2 separate regions of the Hordeum vulgare genome follow, and region 2 is linked to region 1. A link is a contact called in public Hi-C data. All regions are on one chromosome and are shown on one strand. The core of a region is the stretch at or near the end of the contact, and the rest is flanking DNA. Distances in the headings are between cores, read along the strand shown. Region 1 has its middle 170 kb from the start of LOC123426595. Region 2 has its middle 130 kb from the start of LOC123426596.

Region 1 (5,769 bases), core at 3,213-5,712:
TTGCGAGTACATTCAAAGTACTCACCTGGCTTGTCATGCCAGTTTTCAGGTCATGCCTTGATTGTTTGCTTGTCGAGGATTCCGAGTTGCGAGCTAGGATGCGCGTTCCAGCCAGAGTCCCTCTCGAGTGGAGTTCATCACATTGGTCGTTGTTTCGCTGCTAGCGTAGGATTTACCGTAGGTAGGTGTAGTATCGCCAAGGCGATGTAATCCTTGTATCCTTTTAATCTTTTCCATAGCAATAAAGAGCTGATTTGTTCTGTGCCAACGGTTCCGTATTCCAGAAGACTTGTCCTTGGGCTGGAATACGGGGTGTTCCGGTTTCCTCTGAGCCGGGGTGCCACACACATCCAACAGATGTGTGTGATGAACACTGTATAAACCCCTACCATTATCTATGAAGATAATGATGCTTGTGTTGCGCAAGTTCAGATGGGTTATGTAAAGAGTAACCTCACAAATCATATTAGTCCCAAGTTCTTCTATGCACATGAACTGCAACAGTTAAATGAGTTGAGAATTTTGCATACTAAGTCATGTGAAAATCTTGTTGATATGTTCACTAAATCATTACCGACATCATACTTCCAGAGGTGTGTGCGTGGAATTAGTATGATGAGACTTAGAGATATGCAAAGTTCGGGGGGGGGGGGGGGGGGGGACTTCACAAACTCGTCGTTAAAATCTCGAACCCGATGATCGAGTACTCAACCTGATGGTTGAGTGGATTGTACTCGTTTTCCCTTGAGTGAGTTTTCCCGATGTTTTTCACCTAAGGTTTTTGACGAGGCAATCCGTGCAATACCACAACATATACTATGCGCTCTTTCTCCATATTTTTTCACTAGGTTTTTTGAAGTTTTGAGACATGGATATACGGAGAATTACCCAAAGGGGAGTGTTGGGAAACCGGACCCATCGCGTGGGCGACGACGGCTTCGTGCGAGGCATGCAGCTAGCCCCCCCCCCCCCCCCCCCCCCCAAATTTCCACACTTTGTGTTAAGTGGGTACTTATCTGTTGACCCCATACCCCTATATAAAGAGATGATGAGCAATCATTGTAACATATATCAATTAATTAAATCCATTAAGGAGCGCTAGAATGGTGACCAACCAGCTACGCCACGTGGCGCATGATGGTTGGACGCAATGAGAAAGTTTTTGATTTTTTTAGTTTCTTTCAAAATGAAAGTGAGACTCTTTTCTTTTTTTTCAAGAAAAGTTTTTTAGGTTTTTTTTTTATTTCTGAGATGGATGTAAGTTCACATGATATAATATTTTTTGAAATTTCGAAACGAAGGTATGATGCGTACAACTTCCTCTCAAGCGTCCCGCAACGGCGGACCCCAACCACTAGTCATTAATAAAGATAGTCTTCTTTCTACTTTCCTGTGTTCATCTATTTTTGCGTGTTCAACTACTTCATCTACGGTGCTCATTCTCGCTCCGCAACCTCGGACCGGACTCGCGGACAAAGTTGCCGAACAACATACACCATAAGTGGTGGACATTACGGTGGAGGTTAATAAAATGAAACTCGCTCCCATACTTGCGACTTGCAAGCAGTTTCATAACGCTAACTGTCCCCATCTACTACTACCTGCAATACTTACGACTTGCAGGCAATTTATAAAGTTCATGAGTTTATTTTTCTAGAGACAATGCCTTTTTTTGCGAATACGTAAAAATTATGTATCATTGCATTGATAGGAGAGGTAAAAAATACAGTTATTTTTCTAGAGACAATGCCTTTTTTTTCTAGAGACAATGCCTACTTATAATTAAAGACACATAGCGTCCATTAGGCTGGCCATAGTGGGGAGTATCATATAGTAGTATTATGCATATGATACTATTGTATGATACTACCTTCATAAGAGCAAGTACAATAAGGTACAGTCAGCAGGCTGTAAGGATTAGAATACTATATTTTTGCTGAGTTGAATAAGAGAGAAGAGGAGAGAGAAGGGAAGCGGACTCTTCGTGAAGAGCTAGCTCTAGCACGTGCTCCCAGGTGTTTTGTGAAAATAAAAGGTGGGTCATATATGATAAAAGTAGTACTCTTTTATAGCTAACTATTGTAGAAGCTAGCTATAAGATGGGTTATAAGATGGCTTATAGCCAGCAGTTGGCTATACTATTAACCATGTTCTAATGCACTGTATCATAAACTAGTATCATAGATGACCTTATTTATTAACATGCATGATACATAGTAGCATAGCATTTAACATGTTACGGTATCTATCTATATTACTATAACATCCTCTCTCTCTTCTTTGATTGTCTGTCACATCAGCATGTTTGCTAGTCCCAAGTACATGATGCTATCTAAGTTACTCCCACTATGACCAGCCTTAGGTGTACTAAAGCTGGATAATTAGTTTCTGTCACCCAAATAAAGAAACAATTATGAGGGTGCAGATATGTAATGTGATGAAGCTTCCAGAACATTGTCATGGACCAGTGAAACAAGCCACGTCTAGGTTGTATAGCATACGTTAATATAAAAGCATACGTTAACTACGCGTTGATGTTTGAACATGAGGCATCATGGCCTTGGACAGGTTGGCATTGCATTTCGTCAATCTCGCTGTAAAAAAAGTTGCTGAGAAAACCGACACTTTATGTTGTCACGAGAAACCAAAAACTACAGTATGTTCACGAGAAGAGCCAGGCACCTCATGTTGTCACGAGACCTATCTCTTTCATCCAGAAGAAGACACCTTTGTTAGCACCAAGTAGGTGCCTAAGCCAGTCTAGCCAGTGCGTCATTCATTCATTTTGTCTTGCTAAAAAATTGATTCAGCTCCTTCCTAACTAGTGTATATGGTACTGCACCGCACCTATACATGCAAAGTTATTAAAGTTTGAGATCTGTCTCCTGGTCCTGGCTTCCTAAAACGTTAGACAAAATAATGTATAACTGTTGCAGTTTTAGTGTGTTTGCTTCTTCTTAGAAGCTTCAACCCAGATTCAGTAGTAGTGCCCATCTGGGGCAGGCAATCAACGCTTTGATTGTGGTTAGCCTCGCGTATTATTATTTTTGAAGGTTGAATGATTGAAGCTTTGTTTTAGAGGCCTCTTGTTTTTATACAATTAATTATGGACACAAATCAGTGATTCATGTGCATTTGTGGTATTTTCACTATCTTATTGTGGCAATTTTCAGGACCCATCTACTTATGACCAATGCTAGTATCAAAATCAATTCTTTTATCCAAAAAAAACTTGATGGGGAATTAAAAATCTCAAAGCGAGATATTACAGTACGATTTATTGGAGATACCGCATTCTCCAATATACTTCAAAAGTCACACAAGTAGGGAAAGGATATATATTACCACCTTTTTTACACATGAGATCCATGTACAGTAAGTATTTCTTGATCTGTTTCTGCTCATTACAGAACATCGTCTTTATCAAAAATATTACAGAAGATTGTAAACCATTATTTTTCACATAGTACGGGTGTAGTGATTGCAGAAGAACCTGATTATCCAGCTGATTATGAAATAATCTCAATTCCATCCGTGCATAGAACGGATTGTAATTGTACGGATGGGCGATGCAATATTGCGAATCTTAATAGTGCTTTGTTTAATAGGTTTCTCTAGGGAGCAAATGATGCTCCTTAGAGTTGACTTGAAACTTTTGTTTGAGGCTCTGACCTTGAATCATTTGACTTTTTCAGAATATAACAGCAACTCTTAATCATTGGTGCTATTTTAATCAGAGTGCCATGATAATGAAGAAAGAAAAGGCATCTGTCTTTGTCTCATCAGTTCTCAAAATTCAAGGCCCATTCCTTTAGAAATTTGTTTATACGAGACGAGGTGGATACTCCAATCTATACCAGTGCAATGTTCCCATCATAAGTAGAGCACACCATCTAATTAAGTAGTACGCCAGCAATCATGTGACTATTTTTAGTTGGAAACTGTGGTCTTGGCATGTTGTCGAAAATGCCTGCGCTTCTTTCCTTCTTGGTTCAGGGGCGGCTGTCTGATTACAAAATACCCTACACCCTCCTAATGATCTCACCGTTTCCCTTTTATGCCATGAATTATTAAGCTCACCAGACACGCTATCAACACGGAGTTGAGAAACAGTCATATCAGATCCATAATTTCCATGCACGGCTCTCTGAAAGTGATGTTTCGAAACCGGAAAATTGGCGGCCAAAGCTGACCTGCTAAATCCTCTGAGCTCAGCAGACAAGCAGGTGAAGGAGGTGCGGTGTTTCCTGGCTGTTGTTAGCATGGCTCGTGTACTATTTCACCCCTCAACTCGGCTGTCAGGCAAGCGCCGCGTCTGAAAGGCTAAAAGATATTGGCCTTGTTTGAGTTGTCTTTGCCTGTTGTTCTCATTCATTTTCCTGAAGCGATCTCATCTCAACTTTCAGTCGGTGTGATTGGAAACAGATGCAATGACTCGTGTTATCCTGGAGTTGGCACGGGAGAGATTCCTGATCGATGCACGCCTGAGGATGGGCGGGCAGCAATCAGCACATGAGACACAACCACCATAACTTCTCTTGTCTCTCCCCACACTATATTTCCAGATTCCATCTGGCCTACCCTATATTTCAGGTCACATGTACACAAACGTGGTTCTTGAAAGGCACTTTGTCTTGTCATTTGCTACTTTCTTGCCTGGTTCAAGTTACAGTGAAAATGGAGTCTCTTACGCAGCCGTCCCCTCCGCCAAAAGATTAGGATTTCTTCGCCGGCGTCGGTGCCGGTCCGCCTCGTCTTCGATGGCCTTAGGGCCATAAAGGCACGGTTGAACCCGATCCTTGCCAGTGGAAAGGCTCCGTGTTTAGATACGTTTTTGAGTTTTGTTAGGGTTTATGTTCTCCTGAATAAGGCGAGACGGCGGCGGCTTCTTGAAGATAAAATAAAAAAAAAATTCTGCCTAGCCCCTGTTTCAATAGTGCATCTAGCATCGTCGATGCACGTGTGAAGGTGTATATCCGGCAGATCTGTTTTTGATGAATTTGTTCGAACATGTTCGTCGTTTGTCTACGTTCATGTATCTTTAGGTTAGATTCTTTCGATCTACATTACTTTTCATCAACAGCGATTGATGTTCAGCGATTGATGTTCAGCGATTGATGTTCTGATGCGTTGGTCCTATAAAGTTTTAGCACGATGACTTTTCGACTGTCTACGATAACAAGTTTTGTCCAGCTTCAATGAGTGAGGGATGATGACAAGACGCGCCTTGGACTCGTTTTAGTGTCCATAGTCACCGCTAAATGGTCTATAAATATTAATATAGTTTTTAATATTTCCTATGTTCGTTGTACTACCATATTTAAAGACAAATAGATGGGATGTTTTATCTAAACAAAAAGGTTACAGTGAATATGAGGAATACGAACAGAGATGCTACTAGATATGTAGGGTAGCATTGATCGACACCTTTCGAGAACTCACCTGGGTGAAAATCCAGACGGTTAGGTTTGAGTCTTATCCTAGTTGTATCTTGGTGATCTTTCTTTTTTCAGAGCAGTGGCAAAAGATTTGCCTTATTAAATTTGTAGAGAAACCCTGCAAAAAAAGTAGAAAAGAGACTTTGTTACACATGTCACATTTACATTCACAAAATAATACTCCGATTCGTTCCAAAATTTTCATCTTAAATTTATTTAGATATATATCTGAAGACGGACCGGTGGAAGATGGCGGCGATAGCACACGAGTGCGTCAGATCGGTTTTGTGTCCTAGACCCGGTATGTGACAGATGGCTTGACCGGATCTGT
Region 2 (5,683 bases), core at 1,536-4,035, 360 kb after region 1:
AGTTTTATTCTGTCGAGGCTTCCTTGAAAACCTCTCATATCTCATGGTGTATATGGTGCACACTCTCTCACACTGATATGGTGGTGTATGTTGGTGGACACTCCCTCACACTACTATTATGATCGTCGGTGATGACCGCTCCTCCCTTCATTCTCGTGTGCATTACCAAAATCTCTAGCACACGGAAATGAAGGAGGAAGCGGCCCCCACGACAAAAATCGGGATTCTTCCTCTGATATTTCAACCGTCGGTGATGGTCGCTTCCTCCTCTTATTGTCGAAATGACATCTAATTCCTATTCTCAAAATTTTGGCATAACCTTTTCTAAAGACAGAACATTCCGAGCTCGTGAAATTTGTCAGAACGGAAATTAATCATCATTCCAGAAATTTGTGAGAACACAAAACATAGGACACTCGGAGGTTTCGATTTCATTTTCATTGTCATTTTTATTTTCAAGTGAGTGATGGTGGCGGCGGTGGGAGGGTGGTGGCGATGGGCGAGGGTGACGACAGCGCGGCGGGGTGTGGCAAGAGTGTGAGAAGGGGGAGTGAGAGAGACAGGAACGGGCGCGCTGGGGGTAGTGTAGATAAGGTGACACTAGTAGTAGCGGGGGTTGTGACACTGCGCTACCGCTAAGCACTATAGTAGTAGCGCGTGGCTATGGCCCAGCGCTACTGCTAGGGGCAGCCCCGGTGTGTGACAATGTGACCCCTTAGCATTAGCGACGTCTCGCATACACGCGCTTCTAGTACATAACTACATGTAGCGCCTCTTCTTACATCGCGCTACCACTAAGTAGCAGTAGCACCCTGAGCAAAAGTATGCTACTCATAAGTCTCCATGTATAAGGTTTTTCCTAATAGTGAGGGGCAGGCCCGTGCGAGGCCGAGGTCCACATGGACCCAGGCTGGCGCGACATGAGACTTCACAAACGCCTCCCAACGCACCGCATTACGCCACTCCCTCTGCATTGCATCCCTAACTGGCCTCTCTTTTGTCGTCATGATGCTCCGTTACGAGGAACCACTATCGCTGCGGTCGAGGTAGTGCAGGAACAAGCCTTCGCGACCACGTGGGGGACTTCCTCCTTTACATCCTTCCCGCAACAAACTCGGTAGAAACTTAATGAACTTTTGTGTAACCATTCACATTTTTCATTAAGTTTCAACCATTGAGGAGGACCTCCTCCTTTCAATGGTTGAAACCTAAAGAAATTAATCAAAACTACTCAAAATGTATTTAAAATGAATCTTATTTGAAACCCTCATCATAAAAAACATGAATATGATAAAAAAACTTAATTTAATTTTTTTGTTCAAAAGATATGAAAAAAAAATCAAAAACCAAAAGAAAAAGCACGTACAGGGAACAATGTGCCCTCTATAATATGCAATGGGAAATGATATGACAAGCGAGTATGATGAGCACCATACTACTACTACTGTATCAAAATATAAGACATTTTTTAGGATAAACTAGTCTAAAAACACCTTATATTTTGATACGAAGGAAGTTTGTTAAAAACAAAAGATAGAAAGGAAGTAGTTTACAATAGTACTCATAGTTCAGAGATCATATCATGTGCGAGAGCTCGTACGAGATGAATTAAACTTTGTGAGGAAATGTCACCAGTGACTCCAGACCGCTCGAAGGTATGAGGCATTGACAACGCTCGGTTGATGTTTTTCTTTTGTTTTACGGGATAACACTCGGTTGATGTCACTGCCTTTTTCGAAGAAGGACCCAACGCACGCATACAGACAGTGCCATCACGTTTCAGTACATACATGTATAATGATAACATATAAATACAGATGTTTTATGATAAAAAATAGTTTAATTTTTTCTCTTTAATACTCCCTCCGTATCATGATATATGACGTTTTAGCAGTTCATTTGAGCTGCTAAAACGTCATGTATTATTATGGTACAGAGGTAGTACAACTTATTATTAGTGGACATGATACAAAAATGGTATGCATGTATCTTTATTTTCTCTTCTAAATTATATTATTTTTCTTTACAAACATCCGTTTCCTGTTTAGGATCCGCTACATGATTCAAACCTACATTCAATTCTACATGACATATGAAACATTATCGTGCGACTATGCATGGTCCGTACCCTAATGTATCAAATCAAATAGTAATTGAGATACTGCACATATTTGCTCGTACGTAGGCAGAGCGGACAACCGAGTGGTTGATGTGACCAGAGTAGCTTCCTGAAAGACGAGAGATGACAAATTTGACCTTTTTTCATAAGTTTAATTAAATTTGACTTTGGTTTAAGAAAATCGAAGCTGATCCTTTTGCTATCGTCGAAGCCCTTCACGGTAAGATATAACAACCTAGCGTCAAGGCTTTTGACAGCAGAAAAATGGCCTATCATCGAAGAGGCCGGCAGGTAGCGCACGTGACCCTACCGCCAACAGATTTGACAGTAGGCACTCACGTCAACAGATTTGACAGTAGGCACTCGCGCGTACTAAATCTATAACTAAGAAATCTTTTTACGGTAAACGTTCAAATCCTACTGCTAGGAATTTTGGCGGTTGGTTATTATATCCTACGTTAATAAAATGATCAGACCAAAAGAAAATCCTAGCCCAAGTCAGATCCGGTTAAAGTTACGAAAAAGGTAAATTTTACCGCCAGAGATAGCTCGGGCAACAGTGCCTTGTGACGACGCAAAAAGAAAATCGGCGGTGGTCCACGTGCACTCATCACTGTGAGGCCAACGTCGCTTTGTGGCTGTGTAGAGAAACTGCTGCTGTAACGTCAAGACACTTTACATGCTACAGTGGTGCGTGCATGTACAACACGTGCAACATTGACTGACTGGCCCACCCAGGAAAACAACAAGCGAGAAAAGTAGACCATCTTCAACAACGCGCTTGGACCGACGTCAAAAAACTTATATACAACACGCGGTTAGCTTTTTTAGACGTCGTTCAGCAGATGCTATTAATTTAGCGCGCGTGCGGCGCTCCAACACATACATATAGATAAAAATACATAGATAATATAGATAATATATTTTACATATAGATAATAAAACATACTCCCTCTGTTTCTAAATATAAGTCTTTTTAGAGGTTTCACTAGTGGACTATATAGGGAGCAAAATGAGGGAGTAGATAATATAGATAATATATTACATATAGATAAAACTAGTTCAGCACAAAGATAATAAAACTAGTTCAACACATAGATATTAAAATTAGCATATATAGATATAAAACTACTCCGAGTTGTCACTGTGGGTGCTGTCGGAGGTAGATAGAAACGCGTCCTCCCAACGTTCATCGTCGGAGGTGAAGATGGACGCCAAACCGGCTTCGACGGGCCCGCACTGCGATACAGCGAGTAACTTGCGCACATGCCTGTCGTGCGGCTCCGCGCGACGCCTTGCCGTCCTCTCCGCCCAGTAGGCGTTCTCGGCGGCGACGTCCTCCGGGTGGCGCCGGCGCCACTCCGCCATGCGCCGCTCGTCCTCCTCGGCGACGAGCAGGAGCCGCTGCTGCTGACGGTGCTCTGCACGGTCTTTCTCTATGATCAGACAAGGGGGAGGGGCGAGGTTCTGCGCCTGCTCGCGCGTGTAGACGTCGTGGAAGTTCATTTGCGCGCGAGGCCGCCCTAGTCGCCACGCCGCCACGTCGTACGCGCGGGCGGCCTCGTGCGCGGTCTCGAACGTGCCGAGGCCGAGGCGAACGTCGCCGGACCGGATCTCGGCGTAGTAGGTGCCGGAGGGGCGTTCACCGACGCCGCGGTAGCCCGACGATGAATGGCGGAGCGGCGGCAGAGGGAGCGGCGAGGGAGCGGCGAGGGAGAGGCAGAGGAAGAGTCGAGAGCGCGAGGGAGAGGCGCGTGGCTGTGTGAGCAGCCGCGTGGCGGGCGCGGCATTCTATAGCGCGCTGAAAGCGGCGCGCCAAATCTGGCGCACGGTCGCCCGCTTTCTCCCCCGCGCGCGCTTTTTTGCCGAGTCCGCTGGAGCGCGAGAATTCGTCCCGCGCGCGCTAAAAATGGTGTTTACCGCGCGCGCACGTTTTTTGCGGCCACTGTTGGAGATGCTCTTAGGGCGGTGTTTGGTTATCGTCGGTCATTTCCAGCGGTTGTATGGGGTGAACTTTAGAGCAACTAATTTATTTCGTTCGTCCGTGTCCGTTTGGCTCGTTAGAGCAACTCCAACCGACAGATCAGAACAAATGGCGTTTTTATTTGTTTTTTATTTATTTGGATCGGTCTGACGGACAACAACGTTGATTTTACATTTGGGTTGACGCATGCGTCTACGTTGGTTCGACCCATTTTGACGGCGCGTTAAAAAATTTGCAAACATTTAAAAAAACATAAATTAAACAAGTCGGTCACGAAGGCCGGCAAGAGTCCACGCGTCCCCATTGCATTAATTGAACATTAAAAAAATTGCGCGCTACCCTAGGCATCCTCGTCTTCGGCGGCAGGGGCGGTGAGGCGTCGGCGCACGACCGGCCCAGGGGAACGCCGTGTTCCAAACAACGTTGATGTCGGGGGCACGCAGTGCTGGTGGCGGCGGTGGGGGCGGTAGCGCAGCACGGGCGCGCTCCTGCTCCTTCCTCACCAACCATTCCTCCTCTACTTCCCGTTCGAGCTTCATCTGTCGCGCGCCATCGGCGCGCTCCTCCGCCACGCGCAGTGCCCTCCAATGATGGAGGTAGGCGGCCTCCTGCTGCAATGTCGCGCCCAACCACATAGGTGGTGCGCTGACCCACTCACTGAGGTAGTCGGTCCACTGGTAGACCTCTGGTTGTGGCTCCGTGGGCTACGTCTTCGACGGAGGAGGCACGATGCAATCAACGATGGCGGACAGCGCGATGGCCTCCGCGAGCTGCGCCTCGTACGTCATGTCCTCTTCCTCGGCCTTGCGTCTCTCTTCCTCCTTGCTCTTGCGGAGTGCGGCTGCCAGCACCACCGAGTAGGCGGCCTCCACCTTCTGTTCCTCATTGCGAACGATGGGCGGGGGCGGCGGAGGGCCTGGCTGCACGCCGCGCCGGCGCTGCTCCTCGTGCTCGAGCGCGAACCAAACCTCTGAGTGGGGTAGTCGACCGCATAGATGGGATTCTGTCGCTGCTCCGGCGTCAGTTGCTGCCGCCGGCGACTCACCTCCTCCGCATGAGCCCGCGCCGACCGCGGCACGGCCGGCACGGGGATCCTTTGTGGATCCAAATGCAAGTGGTGCGGGAGGGTCATGTTCGGGTACGGAAGCGGGATACGGTGCTCCAAGTGCCACTATGCTTGATGCATCGGAACGCTGACCCGCTGGCGAGGTCGACGGGGGCAGCGTGCGGGGATAGACGACGGGGTCTTGCCCTTGATTTGGACGGAGCCGTCATGGTTGCTGTCTAGGGTTTGGTCGCTGGCGAGGGAGCAGAGAGGTGGCGAGATGGGGACGGGTGTCTAGAAGCACATGAGGTCGAACCACACCGCACGCTCGGATTAAAAAAGGTTGACCACGGTCGCTAACGTGTGTGCCCGTGGAGGGTGGTCGACATTAATTACGTTGACTGTGGGTAGTTGGATGACCCGTGTGTGTGGATGGGGCGCACACCGAGAGTGCACGTGCGTCCACGCCGACGCATTTATGTCCCAAATTAGGGTCGGAAATGGGTCGGCGTGGATATGAAGCAGGCGCGTTTTA

What was found. Hi-C and Micro-C count contacts between places; a contact is called where the count stands out from the background.
Region 2: a contact with region 1 is called in a Hi-C map of leaf, with 4 times the contacts expected there. The contact joins two enhancer-like sites. A contact is called at or near these places in 2 of 6 Hi-C or Micro-C datasets (leaf and seedling).

The regions. Positions count from the first base shown.
Region 1 is chr2H:449,315,974-449,321,742 of MorexV3_pseudomolecules_assembly, forward strand. No RefSeq gene overlaps it. Among protein-coding and RNA genes, the nearest start is that of LOC123426595, 170 kb to the left of the region's middle. Within about 2 kb of position 4,463, at least 2 of the 3 cell types and tissues checked have open chromatin away from gene starts, as enhancers often do. A contact at or near this core is called in leaf, where this site is marked.
Region 2 is chr2H:449,676,261-449,681,943 of MorexV3_pseudomolecules_assembly, forward strand. No RefSeq gene overlaps it. Among protein-coding and RNA genes, the nearest start is that of LOC123426596, 130 kb to the right of the region's middle. Within about 2 kb of position 2,786, at least 3 of the 3 cell types and tissues checked have open chromatin away from gene starts, as enhancers often do. A contact at or near this core is called in leaf, where this site is marked.